4 separate regions of the Mus musculus genome follow, and regions 2, 3 and 4 are each linked to region 1. Evidence: chromatin contacts called from public ChIA-PET and promoter capture Hi-C data. All regions are on one chromosome and are shown on one strand. The core of a region is the stretch at or near the end of the contact, and the rest is flanking DNA. Distances in the headings are between cores, read along the strand shown.

Region 1 (3,813 bases), core at 260-2,759:
CCAGAGTTCAAGGCCAGCCTGAGCACTCAGTAAGACCTGTTACCAAAACAAAAATAGCTTTCTCAGGGTATGGCCACCAGGCACTAAAACCACAAATAAGTTTTAAAAGACAGGCAAAGGGAAATCGAGAGATGGTTCTCAAACAGAAATGGTATCCGGCAGTGCCCAAAGCCACAGCTGAGAGGAGCATGCTACCTGAGCCTGCTGGGTAGGGACCAGGGATGCGGCTACACATTATATGGGAGAGGTTTCCAATCAAGGATCCGCTCACTCAGAACAGCAGTGGTGTGAAGGCTGATTAACGGAGTACAACCTCCCACGCTTGCTTCTGTTAGCTCATCTAAAGCCCACATGTCATTCTGAGGTAGGAGAGTACTAGATAAATCTGGATTGTGCTCCCCTTATAGGGGCCAAGTTTTACAAATGGAAAAGACTTAGCAGGAAGCAGGGTCGACTTTGTTCAGTGTTGAAATTCTGCCTTCCAAAGGCAAATTATGGTTGGCGTAGTAGCTCAGCAATTATAGGCCCTTGTCACCAAGACAAGCCTGACAAGATGGGCCCCATATGGTGGTAGGAGAGAACCAGCTCCCACAGGTGTCTTATGAACTCCACATATACACCAAGGCAGGTATGCACACACACACACACACACACACACACACACACACACACACACACACTCACACTGAATACAAAATGAACTTGTAGGACTGATTTCATTTATAAAAAGACCAAAACGGCAGGGATTTTTTTAATCACTTAACTATATAATGTAATTATTCTTTTGTCCTTGGTGACGATGCTGGGGAATCAAACCACAGCATGATGCCCGGTACGTGATCTGTCTCCGAGGTATATCTCCAGGCTAGGCTCAAACTCTCTCCTTCTGCCTCCACTTCCACAGCGCTGCAACAAAGGCATGTGTCATCACACCCAGGTCATTGTACAAATGGAAAGACTACCAGCTCACCTTTGAGACGGCAGGCTGTACCTACACTGAAGCCATCGGGAGACCTGGCATACTGTAAGCAACTGTAACCACAATCCTCAGGTCTACCAAGATACAAAGAATCAAGAAGTCATTGTCTCAAGGTCCACCAGGATGGGACACTGACATCCCCCTTCATCCCCTTCTCCCATCTCTTCGTTCTCCTGACCAGACACTGTCTTCCTAATATCTCCTGTCTTTGCTAGATCCTCATGCCAGTCTCCTGAACCATGCGCAGATGACACTAGTCACCCCATGGCATCTCAGAGCCCACAGAGTTTCAGTTATACAGGTGTGTCTTTCCTGTATTCACATATACACCAAGGCAGGTATGCACACACACACACACACACACACACACACACACACACACACACACACTCACACTGAATACAAAATGAACTTGTAGGACTGATTTCATTTATAAAATCCCTAGTACACCTCAGAGGAGGGAAGGGGGTAAGAGCAGTGACCTCAGACTTAGTTCAAATAAAGTCTCTCCCAGTTACTTCACCACACACTTCCTCTTCTTACCCATAACCACATCTTCCTTCAACCGGAAGCCCATATAACACCGAGACCGCCCTCGGTTACCCCAAATTGTAGGCAGGGGCTTTTCATTTGTCTCTCAGCAGGAATATGCTTTACCTGTGTCCTCGAAAGGATGGTAAGCCTTCAGTCAGCCCTTCTGTAACTACTCAAATCTAAACTGATCTTCTAATTACTCTTCCAAATTCCCCGTGGTTTTTAACCGCTTAGGACTTTTAAACACTCTTTTTCGGGGGAGGGAGGAATTCTCATCTTCTAAAGCCTGCCTCCCGTGATAGAAATCGAAGGCTGACTTTCCCAGCCTCTCTTTGCAAACAGGGTGGCAGCTCTATGGCCATGTTCTGCCACTCTGGTATTCTGGTTAGGAAGCAGATGCCATCACGGAGGTGGTGCCATGGAATCCACGCTGACCAGAGTGAAACCAGCTCTCCTTCCCAAAGCGAAAGCGGCAGAAGTCCTCGTGGTTCAAGTGGCACTTAGTAATGACAAGGCAGGGCCAACACTTGTTCCCGGTGCGAACGCAGAGCAGTGGGGTCTGCAGTGACTTTAGCCCAGTGGTAGAACGCTGGCGTCGATCCTGACTGATTCTCAGCTCTCTGTGAACTCCAGAGCACACTTTTTAGATCACTTTTTCCTGTTTACTGTAAGCAGGGGGGGCCTGCCGTTTGCAACTACAAACTCTGGTTCACCCCTCGCACCTTTTTCCCACACAGTTCAACGATGAGGTGCTTCCTTATGACTTACTGCATTTGTGGCTGACTGTGAAGCCAGGGATGCTGTGTGCACCGCTCATCTCCATTAACCCAGGACTTAGGACAGTGCTTTACTATGCAGACACATACCCATGACCCAGTTGAAAGAAACTCAACGTCATCAGTGTTATGAGAGTCAAAAGCTAAAAATTAGGACTAACCTGGGCCAGAGAAGTCACACAGGGTTTACAAAGAAGATGACACATCTGCAGGCGATTGAGAAGACAACAGTCTGCAGTCGGGGTGTGGAGAGAGAGAGAGATGCGTGACTTCCGAAGAATGGGAAAGGATGTGGCAAGTGCGGAGAGATGGCTGTTAAGGAAAAGGGCGCTGAGCTCGGAGAGTCTATCATCCGCCATGCATATGAGCTGGATTCTGAATGGCTCTGCACGCTAGGCCTGGAGAAGGCTGGATGCGATGATGCTCTAAGAACACTAATCCTCAATGAGTATTTTCATCTGTTCTTTATTCTAGATGTTATCTTCTGTGCAAAACTACAACAGCTACCCACACATTTTCTACACAGTTCCCTCTCCAAACACTGCCGCTCTATATTTATCTGTTCAAGCTGAGAGACTACAAGAGGAGAAGATCCTTATAATTAATCCTCTTGCAACCAAGCAAATATCCAATTTAAACATAAAAATCCATTACCAAAATGGCCTTTATTCCTCAAACCCTAGCTACAAACTCAATTGTAAAATTTCCCAACGCCATTTATCTTCTAATCTATTAAAATCTTGCACTGGTTCCAAGTATTTAAACTAAGGTCCCCGATGAAATTCTATGCTAAAAATCACACAGTCGTGCTGAAAACAAAATGTGGTCCACTTTATGATAGAATGTTTTAGATAGAATCTTTTAAAAGTACAGCAAATCTGGGCTGGAGGTGGATCTTGATTGGTAAAGACCCTGCCTAACATCCATGAAGCCTTAGGTTCAGTTCCCAAGGTCTACATAAACCAGGTCTGGTGGCTCACCCCCAAAGTATCAAAGTATCAGCACTTGGGAGGTAGAGGCAGGAGGACCAGAACTTCAAGGTCATTCTCAACTGCACAACAAAGTTAAAGCTAGCTGAGGCTACCATGAAATCCTGTGTCAATTCAAACAAACAAACAAAGATTGCAAATCCTATAACTATAGAAAGCCTGCGTAATTATTTTCTGGCCTTATATGAACCAGAAGAGATCCTTAGAAAAACTCTTTAGTGATGTGTGTGTGTGTGTGTGTGTGTGTGTGTGTGTGTGTGTGTGTGTGTCCTAGTTACATCATTAGAAAACATGTGTAAAGAAATGGGCCAAGTGCATACCACAGTGTTCAGAGTGGCAAAGATGGGAAACAAAGTTCTTACGGGATCGGCTTGCTAAGAAACCACACTCTAAGGCTGGTGTAACTCACGGGGGGAATGCCTGCCTGGTGGGAGAGAGGTCCTGGGGTTATCCCCAGCACAGGAGGAGGGAGGAGGAGGGGAAAGCAGCAGTGGCTCATGGAAAAAGCACAAATTTAACTTACATTGATATGCTT
Region 2 (3,820 bases), core at 1,082-3,581, 390 kb after region 1:
TGTTCTTGATTGCCTGTCTGCATTTCCAGCAGACCGTGATGTCTCAGAGGGGCAGAGTCCAAGGGCGCTTTCCTTTGTTGTGTACTTGACTTTGGCAGTTGCCTGGCCATTGTTCCAGCTTGGTGCAGAGCAGGTGTTCAGTGTACAATCAGTCCTTGGCTGGCCCTTTGCCTGGAGCAAAGGGCTTCCAGTCAGGGATGTTAAAGGACTGCACACAGAAGGCAGACACTGTGACCAGACAGGATGCAGTGACTTGAAAGGGAGGGATGCAACTGTTTTTTTTTTTTTTTTAATGATTTATTTTTAATAGCATTGGTGTTTTGCTTGTGTGTATGTCTGTGTGAGGGTGTCAGGTCCCCCGGCTCTGGAGCTACAGAGTTGTGAGCCGCCATGTGGGTGCTGGGAATTGAATCCAGATCCTCTGGAAGAGCAACCAGTGCTCTTAACTGCTGAGCCATCTCTCCAGGTCCAAGAGAAGGGTCAAAAATCCTCTCTGAACCCAGAGCCTCTGCTGTGACTTGGCTATGGTTAAAGTCTGTGTCCTGGAAGCATGCTTCGTAAAGTAGTGGCGTGGTAAGGCCCTTAAGGGCCTGGGTAGGGCGTTGGGCTCAGTTGGCAGACTTTGCCTTCTATGCAGGAGGCCTTGAGTTCAATCCCCAGTAGCACACAGAGCAGTCGTGCTGGCACACACCTGTGCCCCCAGCACTTGGAAAATGCAGGCGGGAGGATCAGAAGTTCAAGGTCCCCCTCAGCTTCATGCTCCATTTGGAGTCAGCAAGGGGCACGAGAAATTGGGTGTCAAAAAAAAAAAAATCAATAAACACACACACAAGTCAAACATTCATGCAATTAAAAAAAAATCTCTAAACAAACAAAGTGCTACAACTAACTAGGGCCTGGAGATGGGCTCAGTGGGGAAGGGCGCTTGCTGAGCTCAGATCCCTGGCATCCAGGAAGAAAGTGAAGCGTGGTCCTGTGCACCGCAGTGCTGGTAAGGTGGACCAGAAGCAATGGCATCCCTGGGCAGGCTGACCTGCAGCCTAGAATTGGGGAGTGGGACACACCCACAACACAGAGAGACTCCATCTCGGGAGTAAGGAGACTGTCAGAGGACACCTGATGACTACAGTCATCCCTGGAGCCCTGGAATCCATGGTGGGAAAGAGAAAAGAGACTCCCACAGTGGTCCTCTGTCCTCTCCATGCACACCAATGGTGTGCACATAAACACACACTAACTAGATGCAATAAAAAAAAGAGAGAGAGAAAGAAAGCACCTACTGGCAGGCCGGGTAAGGCCTTGCATTCTATCTGTAAGCACTGCCGTGGCAGAAAAATCAAATACACAAATAAACAAACACCACCCCACTCAGAAGGCTTGTATTCCCAAGTATCTCTGGAGAACTTGGCGGTCAAAGGTTCATTACCATGATGGTTTAACATTAGCTCCCAGCATCCAGAAGACAGGAAAACATAGAGATGCTGGCTAGTTATTTCCTGAACTTCAAGGATGTTTTGTTATGTGCGACACCAAGAACCCTGGGAGAATCTATGGAGGTGGCTGGGGACCACACTATAGCAGCCAGAGGTAGGAGAGACAACACTGTAGGGAAGCCAAGGCCTGTGAGGTCAGGCACTAGGACCCAGAGGCTGAGAGGGGAGCAGCCCCCGCAGGGTAAGTTCAGAGCCAGAACACAATGTTCTCAGCTCACCCACAGGAAACCCTGAAGAAGAGAACCGCACATGGCCTCTGCTGGGTGTGTTCTACTCTTGGCCTTTTATTCTCTCCCTTAACCTCGGTCCTCACTTTCACATCCTGTAACCTGCAAAGCCCACACACCCCACCCTTCTGAGCTGGTCCCAGGCCCCAGGAGAGCAATCAAGTCAGGAAGCCCAGGGTCTCTAACCTTGGTTTCCTGAATGGACCTTTGTGGCGGAAACTTTTTATAGTGCAGGAGGCAGGCTCAGACAAAGCCGCGCTTCTAGCTTTGGTGAGGGGAAACAGCTGATGGCTCTGTGCCTCCTCCTCCCTTCCTCCCCAAGGCCAGGCCCCACCTGAGACCAGTGAGGACAGCCACCTTTGCAGCATAGGTCACCCTGGGGAGCTGGGGCCACGTTTGCATCAGAACACCCTGTGATGTGGTTCCTAGTTTTTATTTCCACAAATGCTATGATATGTTGTCCCATAGTGCTATTTTTACTGAATTAAGAAAAAACAAAACACCAAAAGAACAGCAAATGTCTGCAAAACCAGCAGGCCTGGGACAGGGAAGGACAAGGTGAACTTCCTTTCCTGCAGCCTGCTATCTTGGTTTGTGGTCTGGTGTCCCTCACCCCCCAGATGCTATGTTCAGTCTTACTGTTTGCCTCTGTGTCTGTTCACTTCTTTGAGGCAGTGTCTCTAGGGGCCTGGACGAGCTGCTATAACCCATGGTGATAATGATGTGTCGCTGTCTCCCCCAGCACTGTTCTGACAGCCATGAGCCATAACAGCTGGCTATGTGAGTTTGTTGGGTCACAGAAGCACAGCTCTGAAACCTCTGCCACTTATTCTGGTGTTTTCTTAGTGACTTCTTCAAACATATGGCTACGCACTGGCCTTCTGGACCCAAGGATGAACACAAGAGAGCCCAGCAAGCTCCAAAGAAGTGCTTGCTAACTGTGCCGGTGTGTGTGCGCGTGTGTGTGCGTGTGCATGCGTGTGTGTGTGTGTGTGTGTGTGTGTGTGTGTGTGTGTACGCCACAGGACAGGAACAGAGCTGTGACAGGTTGCACTTGTTACTTCTTCATTTTGTGAGGCTGGCCTTGAACTTGTTACATAGCTGAAGGTGACCTTGAAAACTTGACCTTCCTACCTTTCCATCTTTCCATCCTGAGTGCTGCAGTTATTAGTACATGCTTGGGGCTGAGCCCAGGGTCTTGTGCATGCCAGTCAAACACTCTACAAGCTAAGCCATATCATCCAAGTCCCATTTTTGGCTTCTGTTAAACATACATTTTAAGCCAGATGGGGGTGGCTTTAATCCCAGTACTCAAGAGGCAGAGGTAGGCAGATCTCTGAGTTTGAGGCCAGCCTGGTCTACAGAGTGAGTTCCATGACAGCTAGGGCTACACAGAGAAACCCTGTCTGGAAAAAAACAAAAAACAAAAAACCACAACAAAACCTATGTGTGTGTATATTTTATATATATATTATACTATATATAATATACATATATATATATATATGTATATAACACATACACACACACACATATATAATGTGTATGAGTGATGAGTGTTTATCCAAGTGTCTGTTTGTATACGGTGCTAGTGGAAGTCAGAAGAGGATATTGGATCCACTAAAACTGGAGCTACAAATGGTTGTGAGCCACCCTGTGAGTGCTGGGAACCAAAACAACCCATTGCTCTGCAAGAACCGTACCTGCCCTTCCGTGCTGAGCCATCTCTCTAGTCCCCCCTCACCCCATTTCTGGCTTCTTTTTGTTGTTGTTGTTGTTGTTGTTTTTCAAGACAGGGTTTCTCTGTGTAGCCCTGGCTGTCCTGGAACTCACTCTGTAGACCAGGCTGGCCTCGAACACAGAAATCTGCCTGCCTCTGCCTCCGGAGTGCTGGGATTAAAGGCATGTGCCACCACGCCCAGCTCCTTTCTGGCTTCTTTATGGCCTGCATGTGAATCTCTGTGGGTCCTCACTCCAGTCCTGTAAAGAGATTCAACTAGGTTTTAGGATGCTGTTGTGAGAATTTTCTCCTGGGGGAGAGAAGGACACACACACACACACACACACACACACACACGCCCCAAGTGTAGTGTATTATTA
Region 3 (3,399 bases), core at 877-3,376, 310 kb after region 1:
TGCACCTGGCCGGATTTTTGCCAGACAGTCACGTCACCCAGCTGTCTGGGCCAGGTGTGCATAGTGCCAACCTTTGACACGGGTTCAGGAGCAGCTCAGAATTCCCTGTCAGACCTCACGCCGTCTGGCTGTGAAGTCAGCCCTTTCCCAGAGCTGGGAACAAACTTGCCAGAAGGCAGGAGGCCCAAGCAAGGGTCTTCTGGAAGCTGTGTGTTTGCATGTTTGGAGTCTAGCAAAATGATCATTCTGCAGACATTCACTGAGGTCAGATTTTACTGTGTTGGACGTGACCATGTGGGTTGGGTTGGGTTGGGTTTGGTTTGGTTTGGTTTGGTTTGAGGTGTGTGAGATAGCCTCACTATATAGGCTTGGCTGGCCTGGGACTCATTATGTAGGTCAGGCTGGCTTTCAGTTTACAATAGTGAGCCTCTTGTCTCTGCCTCCCAAGTACCAGAAATTACAGGTAGAAACCGTGTATCTGCTGTCTTGGTCATTCTAAGGATTTTGACTTTCTTCTTTGTTTTTGAGACGGTTTCATTAGGTCAGGCTTGTCTCAGACTTGCTGTGTACCAAAGGCTGGCCTTGAACTCCTGATCCTCCTGCCTGTACCTTCAGCATCCCAGGGTTAGGCATGAACCACTACTCCAGGCCACACTTGGAAAATGGGTATCAGCAGGGATGAGCAGTCAAAACGGGTGGGTGTCTCTCCTGGACATGACGTGGGTGTCCACCTGCCGTTCAGGACTGTGTCCCTCCATTGGAATCAGCCCCAGAAGCAGCATTTATAAAAGTTATTAGTGTTGCTGTGGACTCCAGCTGCTTCCCACTCAAGACTGCCTTCATATGCAGTGGCTGGGTAACCTCAGGCATGTCACTCAGCCTCATGTACACAATGAGTGGGGCACAGACACTGGGCTTATTGGATGGTCATGTTGGATAGGAGTCAGCTCCCAAGAAGTGCTTCACACAGTGTCTGGTCACAGCAAGCTCCATCCAAGCGCCATTTGTCCTGTCAACAAAGATTACCTGACACTGATGTCAAGTCCTATTCTAGACCCTGTAACCACAGAGATGACAGAGGAGCCGGTGCTCTTGAGGAAGTGGGGGAGGGGGGAGTGTGTCTGGTTGGCACTCTCTTGGTGCGGAGATTCCAGCCAGAGGGAGCAGTGTGACAGAGGCCTGAAGATGAAGAGGGGCAGGAAAGCACGGGGCAGCATGTAGGCCAGATGGCTGCCTGTAATTATCACACCAGTCATTCGCAATAGTCTTGGGCAGAGAGAAACGTCACTAATACAAAAAAAAAAAAACAAACAAACAAACCTGCGCATACCTCCTCCTGCCTGTCCCCTATGTCATCCCAGAAACATCTCAGCCACCCTTGGTGCCTTTCCTGGCCAGGGTCTAGGAGTGGTTCTGTAAGGCAAAAGAGAAGCTATATGGAACGTGGGGAGACTGGGATATCATTTACCCAAACTCCAGTCATAATATGTTCCCCAAAGCCAGGGCTCAGGCCTACTGTCACCTCCTTAGCCAGTTGGGCAGGAAATAAGGCCCAGCATACAGGCCAGTCAGAGGCAGCAGGCAGCTGTGTAGGTTTACTCAGCCAGGCAACCCCACCAAGGTCTGGTGCCACACCTTGCCCACCCAGCCCTTCTGAGTTGATCTAAATGAAGTCCCTAGGAAGGTCTGGATTGGCTGTCTTAGCTCAGACACTGGGTAGGCTTTCCTTGGGAGAGATGCCTCAGTGTGGTTGACCCCAAAAAGGGCAAGGATCAAGCTTGGGACTTTAGGGGACTCGGGTTGGCTGTTCCAGTATCCTATCTTATTGTGCACCTTTCTTTTGGATGAGGAAGCACAAGAGACAGCAACTTAAACCTATGGGATGCTGAGTGTGTCAGCCAGGCCTTCTTCCTCCATAGTGACATCACCCAAATTGCCCTGACCATGTCACTCCTAGTGATGCTGTCCTGGCTCCACGCAGACAGCATGCCCTGGCATGCACACTGAAGCCTCGAAGCCTTCTCTGCCTCTGGCCCACCTCCTGCTGTTTGCAGCTTGGGGCTGCCCTTCCTCCACCTGCAGTGTTGAACGCCCACCCGGATGCTGAGACATGCACAGATTCTCTCCTCTCCAGCCTTCAGTGCCTGGGCCCCAACCTTCAGCCGTGTCTGCACAGTGGCCTAGCAGTGTCTGCCTCCTTTGGCTTGGCGGGTGCTTGCGCTGTGTGTCACCCTTTCTGTTCCACACACACACACACATCACACACACCAGCTGTGTGACTCCACAGTGGGGGAGGACAGAAGGGACCCCTGGGCAGAGACAGCTGTCTGACTTACCATCTCCTTTGCAGAGCACCTGTGGGCCACTTTGCAGCCACAAATTCAGACCAGGGTGTGTCTAAGGCAAAAGACCCACCAGATAGTAGGCCTCACGACTAGCAAGGAGGGTCTTTCTCCATTGCCCCACCTCCTGAGGGAAGCAGAATCCTACTGAAAATGTCCCCAGTTCCTCTCCCTAAGAGAACTCAGAACCAGGAGTCAGTTTGAGAATGGCCAGGGAGCAGCCACTGTCTCCTGCCCTCAGCCTGTGCCAGGCGGCACCACCCATGTCTGGAATCAGAAACAGTTCTGTTCTCGGCTTCCCCAGTGCTATCCTGGCCAGTAGCCTCCAGGTTACCTCTGGCATCATTGCCACCTACTGGCGACCAGCCATGGCCCTGTGTTCTAACATTGACATCCTAGACCCCAAACTGTCCTTAGCCACAACGGAGAGCTACCACCAGCACTGCAAGAGCCACCCAGGTAGCAGATGTGTTCTGTAAGAGGGTCAGCCTCCAAGGCACGGGGCCCTCCCGGAAGGCTGCGGACCTGTCTCTGCGAGGGAGGCTGGGGGGTGGGGGTGGGATCTGAAGCAATGTGTAAAAGACCACATGGATACCAAGGTCCAGTCCCAGCAGGAACAGAAAACACTCACTCGCCGCTGGTAGTGTTTGTAAAATTCATCATAATGACTGCCATCATTCTCCCACAGGCCTCCCCATTTATCATCTAGCCTGCCAACCTCTGTCAGCCACCAAGTTTGCAGGTGTTCAAGTTCCTGGACACTAGCATGACTCAGTGCAGGACCCCAAAACCCCAAGGGTCACGAGTCTTCAGGACCCTGAGCTCTGCCTTCGCTAGCTCATTGCTGAACCTGGTGGGATCACAGCCCACGGGATCAAATAGCATGAGCTACATCTGCCAATATTAATAGCTCCAGAGCCTGGCTGCCTGGGCTGCCGCAGCCTGAGCTGAAACACAATTCGAGGAACTGTTGTTGACTTAGCTCTGTTTCCAGCTAGGAAGGCGGCTGGGAGGGACATGGGAAAGGTTGGGACAGCGAGTGAGCAGGGATTATGGT
Region 4 (3,901 bases), core at 629-3,128, 420 kb after region 1:
GAGTCCCTATCAGCTTCATGGGATAGGGCTTCCAGGAATCTCAGCAGGGAGCCAGCCCTTCAGTCTTCCACACTTACTTATGGTGGTTTTGCTTAATTACTAATGATGAGAGTTTAGTGTTTTGTGTCCTGAAATGTCAGAGGACTGATTGCAGATTAATGTAATCATTTTGTGTATATTGCCACATCCTGCTGACTTTCACTTTTAAATGTTCTTTGAGTCTACCATTTATCTTCACTGCCACTCCCTTCTTTTCCATGCATTCCTTTTTAAATATGTTTATTTAATTTGTATGTGTGAGTGCTTCCATGTATGTGTGAATCCTGCTGGTGTATCTGGTGCCCAAGGAGGATAGAGGACTTGGCTGAGTCCTCTGGAACTGGAGTTAACAGGTAGCTGTGAGGCACCCGATGTGGCCCGTGGGAACAGAACCTGGGTCCTGTGCAAGAACAGCAAGTGCTCTTACTCGCTGAGTCATCTCGTCGGCCCCTCTGTGGATGCCTTAAAATAGCCCTCTGTGGTCTCTCTGGATCTCTGCTCTCTTCTTAGCCCTCACATCCAAAGTAGAATGATTCCAAAGCATTGTTTTTTGAGATTTGTTTTTATGTGGTCTGGTGTTTTGCCTGTATGCTTGCCTGTGTACTGTGTGTGTGAAGTGCCTGTGCAGGCTGGAAGAAGTCACTGCATTCCCTGGAACTGGAGTTACAGATGGTTATTAGGCACCATGTGACGCTAGCAATCTAACCCAGGTCCTCTGGAAGAGCTCTCAGGACTTTGACCACTGGGCCGTCTCTCCAGCCTCCAGACTCCCACTTGTTTATTTCTTTATTTATGACACATAGTCTTGCTTTATAGTTAAAGAGTGACATGGAACTCTTGCACTCTTGATCCTCTTGCCTCAGGCTTGGAGTGATCTTTTAAAAAGGAAGACCTGATTATTTGACACCTTCTGCTTAAAATGGACTATAGGGGCTGGTGAGATGGCTCAGCAGATGGGGGCACTTACCAGGACAGCCTGGCGACCTGAGCCTCCTCCTGGAACCCTTGTTGAGGTGAATGGTGGGAACCAACCAATACCACAGGGCTTTTCTCTGACCTCCATGTAACCTGCTGTGGAAGGGGCACCCACATATGCATACACACGTGAAGACACTTAGGTATACACATGTATACACTAATAATACATTTTAAAAACTCTGTGCTTTTCCAATGCAGATGGAATTGTGGTTCACTAAAGCAGTGGACAAAATTGTGAGCATGCCTTGGCTGATTCTGCTTTTCCCCTCCCCTCCCTTCCCTCCCTTCCCTCCCTTCCCTCCCTTCCCTCCCTCTCTCCCTTCTCTCCCTCCCTCCCTCCCTTCCTTCCTTCCTTTTCTTTTTTTCCTCTTTAGTTTATATTACTCGTTTGCCTTGAGCTTAGTGTCAGAACACGGTCTGATTTTTTTCAGTTCCTCATATGCTCTGTGGTTTTTCCAGCCTTTGAGTTCATGTGTGTGGTGAGCCTTTTGCCTTGGCTGTGTGCTGGCCCTCAGTCTTCTTACCTAGTTAATTTTCCTTCCTGGAGAAGCTGGCTCTGATCCCTGCCATCCCTGCCAATCATGGGTTTTCCACCCCACTGTGTGCTTTTTTCATAATGCCCTCTGCTGGGGTCAGTAGCATTATTCATAGTCCGTACCTGTATGTATCCACGTGCTGCTTCATGTCCCCTCCGCAGAAGGGAAGCCTCGGAGGCAGGCCTCTGCCTGTTCTGTTAACCCTCAGTGCTTATCCGGACTAATGTGCTCTTTTGAGGATCGTCATTTTAAATTGCTGTGAACTCTGTGGTCACTTCAGCATGTGCTTGCACACGTCCTCTCACGCTGTCCCCCACACTACCTGCTAGGCGAATGCTGTCAGCAGCTGAGCAGCTTCTGGGCTTGCCTGGGAAGGCAGCTGGTCTAGGAAGCCCGTCAGTCAGTGCTGTTTCTCTGTTTCAGCAGATGAGTTAGGTCACTCGGTGGGGAGAGGAGCAAATGTGGAACCGAATGCATTTGAATTCCTTTTCATCCTCCTTGAGGACATTCTGAAATACTTGTGAATAAAATCCTGTCAGAATGCAGCCAAATGGGATACCAAAGCTAATCCTGGCAGCTCACTTCCGAGGCTTTGCTGACATTTCCTCCTAGGGGACATGATTTCAAGATAACACATTTTCAGCTTCCTGAAAAAAAAAGTGTAACTTGTTTTAAAGTACAGAGGTGCTAGGGCTGAGGTGTGTAAAGATTCCTCAGGTGCCTACTTCCGATGGTGACCTTTTGAATTCTGTAGACTGTAAGTTCTTGTATTCCTGATGAACATATGCATGATAGATTAGATGCTGACCTACTGAGTCTTTTTTTTTTTAAAGATTTATTTATTTTGAGCTGGGCAGTGGTGGCGCACGCCTTTAATCCCAGCACTTGGGAGGCAGAGGCAGGTGGATTTATGAGTTTGAGGCCAGCCTGGTCTACAGAGTGAGTTCTAGGACAGCCAGGGCTACACACCAGAAGAGGGCCCCATTACAGATGGTTGTGAACCACCATGTGGTTACTGGGAATTGAACTCAGGACCTCTGGAAGAGCAGTCAGTGCTCTTAACCACTGAACCATCTCTTCAGTCTAGCCTACTAAGTCTTAATTACTACATAACATTTACTGAGAAGATCTCCCTAACCCCCACCCTTTTCTGTCTTTCTTTTCTCTGTCCTCTTTCCTTTCTAATAGGAGCTCTGGTATCGCCCAGGCTGGGCTAGAACTTGTAGTTTTGCCTGCTCAGTCTCCTGACTACTGAGATCTCAGGTGTGCACCATGTGCCTGCTGGGAGATTTCCTATTTCGTTTCTGTGGGCTGATTTGGGTCAAGGTTTTGCAGTGCTTGGGATAAAACCTTGGGCCTCTTTGTACATTGCCAGATAAGTGTTCTACCACTGAGCTGCATCCCCAGCCAAACATTTCACTGTTGGAAAAAAAATGGACTACTGTAGTAGACCTTAGTGGCAATGATCAGGCTTTGTTATTCCTGTAAAGACAGTTGACTAAGGGCTAGGCGCTAGCTCTGGCCGTGCAAGTATATGGAAAGCCTCAGGTTCAAATTCCTGAACTCTTCCCTAAAAGAAGAGTCTTAGACATAGTCAGCTGTAGTATTGGGTGTGTAATTGGAATCGTAGAAGTTGAAATAATGTTGACGACAGGGAGGTCTTTCCATTAACTTTATCATCCCGTGATGGTCTCAGTGCTTTGTAGACTCTGAAACATCTCTCCTGGGATCCAGTAGTTTCGCCCATATTAGCAGTTTTAATACCGTAGGTTCCAGAAGGTAGCCTTGAGTGTCAGTATTATTTATACTCGAGGCCCAGGCAAGGAGTATAAATGAGTCGGTGGGAAGTAGCTGAAATGGGTGGGTGGGAGCTGAGAGGAATGGCGGGCTTGTCACGGGTTTGTCCCGTCTTCGAGGGGACTGCTCCGGTAGCTGTGATTCAGCAGATGTACAAACACCCAGAGTAATAAAATGGATAAATAACATAATATTGTAGTATAGTATTACATCCATGGGGAAATCTCCCAAATAAAACACTAATATGTACTGTGCTTAACTCAAAGGTCACATGTTTGCTTCTGTTCCCCCTTTTTTATTTTTGTCTTTGATACAAGGCTCTCTGTCTCTTGTCTCTGTCACTCTGTATCTGTGTGCTTGTGCACACTCGTGCGTGTGTGTGTGTGTGTGTGTATGTGTGTATGTGTTTGTGCTTGCACGTGTATGTTCTAGGCTAGTCTTGAATTACTGATCTTCCTGCCTCAGCCTCTTAGTACTGATTCCAGACCTCCCTGAGCATGGCTCTTTTTGCGCTTTCCAGCTGTCTGAATGGTAACTCCTGATCCCATTCC

What was found. Promoter capture Hi-C pulls out the DNA fragments that hold promoters and counts their contacts. ChIA-PET counts read pairs in DNA pulled down with a chosen protein or histone mark.
Region 2: an RNA polymerase II ChIA-PET map of memory CD8 T cells shows a contact between it and region 1, with 6 read pairs. The contact joins two enhancer-like sites. A contact is called at or near these places in 1 of 484 Hi-C or Micro-C datasets (the G1E-ER4 cell line) and 2 of 115 datasets of contacts at active chromatin or transcription factors (memory CD8 T cells and pancreatic cancer cells).
Region 3: an RNA polymerase II ChIA-PET map of memory CD8 T cells shows a contact between it and region 1, with 16 read pairs. The contact joins two enhancer-like sites. A contact is called at or near these places in 1 of 39 promoter capture datasets (the HPC-7 cell line) and 8 of 115 datasets of contacts at active chromatin or transcription factors (acute myeloid leukemia, bone marrow-derived macrophages, effector CD8 T cells and 3 more).
Region 4: a contact with region 1 is called in a promoter capture Hi-C map of pre-B cells, with 2.1 times the contacts expected there. The contact joins two enhancer-like sites.

The regions. Positions count from the first base shown.
Region 1 is chr10:59,588,077-59,591,889 of GRCm38.p6, forward strand. The region is part of intron 1 of Mcu (mitochondrial calcium uniporter); the gene reads right to left. Among named protein-coding and RNA genes, the nearest start is that of Gm40671, 15 kb to the left of the region's middle. Within about 2 kb of position 1,510, at least 137 of the 459 cell types and tissues checked have an H3K27ac peak or open chromatin away from gene starts, as enhancers often do. A contact at or near this core is called in the G1E-ER4 cell line, memory CD8 T cells and pre-B cells, where this site is marked.
Region 2 is chr10:59,972,585-59,976,404 of GRCm38.p6, forward strand. No RefSeq gene overlaps it. Among named protein-coding and RNA genes, the nearest start is that of Ddit4, 23 kb to the left of the region's middle. Within about 2 kb of position 2,332, at least 196 of the 459 cell types and tissues checked have an H3K27ac peak or open chromatin away from gene starts, as enhancers often do. A contact at or near this core is called in the G1E-ER4 cell line and memory CD8 T cells, where this site is marked.
Region 3 is chr10:59,900,100-59,903,498 of GRCm38.p6, forward strand. No RefSeq gene overlaps it. Among named protein-coding and RNA genes, the nearest start is that of Gm46226, 4.0 kb to the left of the region's middle. Within about 2 kb of position 2,127, at least 54 of the 459 cell types and tissues checked have an H3K27ac peak or open chromatin away from gene starts, as enhancers often do. A contact at or near this core is called in memory CD8 T cells, where this site is marked.
Region 4 is chr10:60,007,838-60,011,738 of GRCm38.p6, forward strand. The region is part of intron 3 of Ascc1 (activating signal cointegrator 1 complex subunit 1); the gene reads left to right. Among named protein-coding and RNA genes, the nearest start is that of Anapc16, 6.7 kb to the left of the region's middle. Within about 2 kb of position 1,879, at least 19 of the 459 cell types and tissues checked have an H3K27ac peak or open chromatin away from gene starts, as enhancers often do. A contact at or near this core is called in pre-B cells, where this site is marked.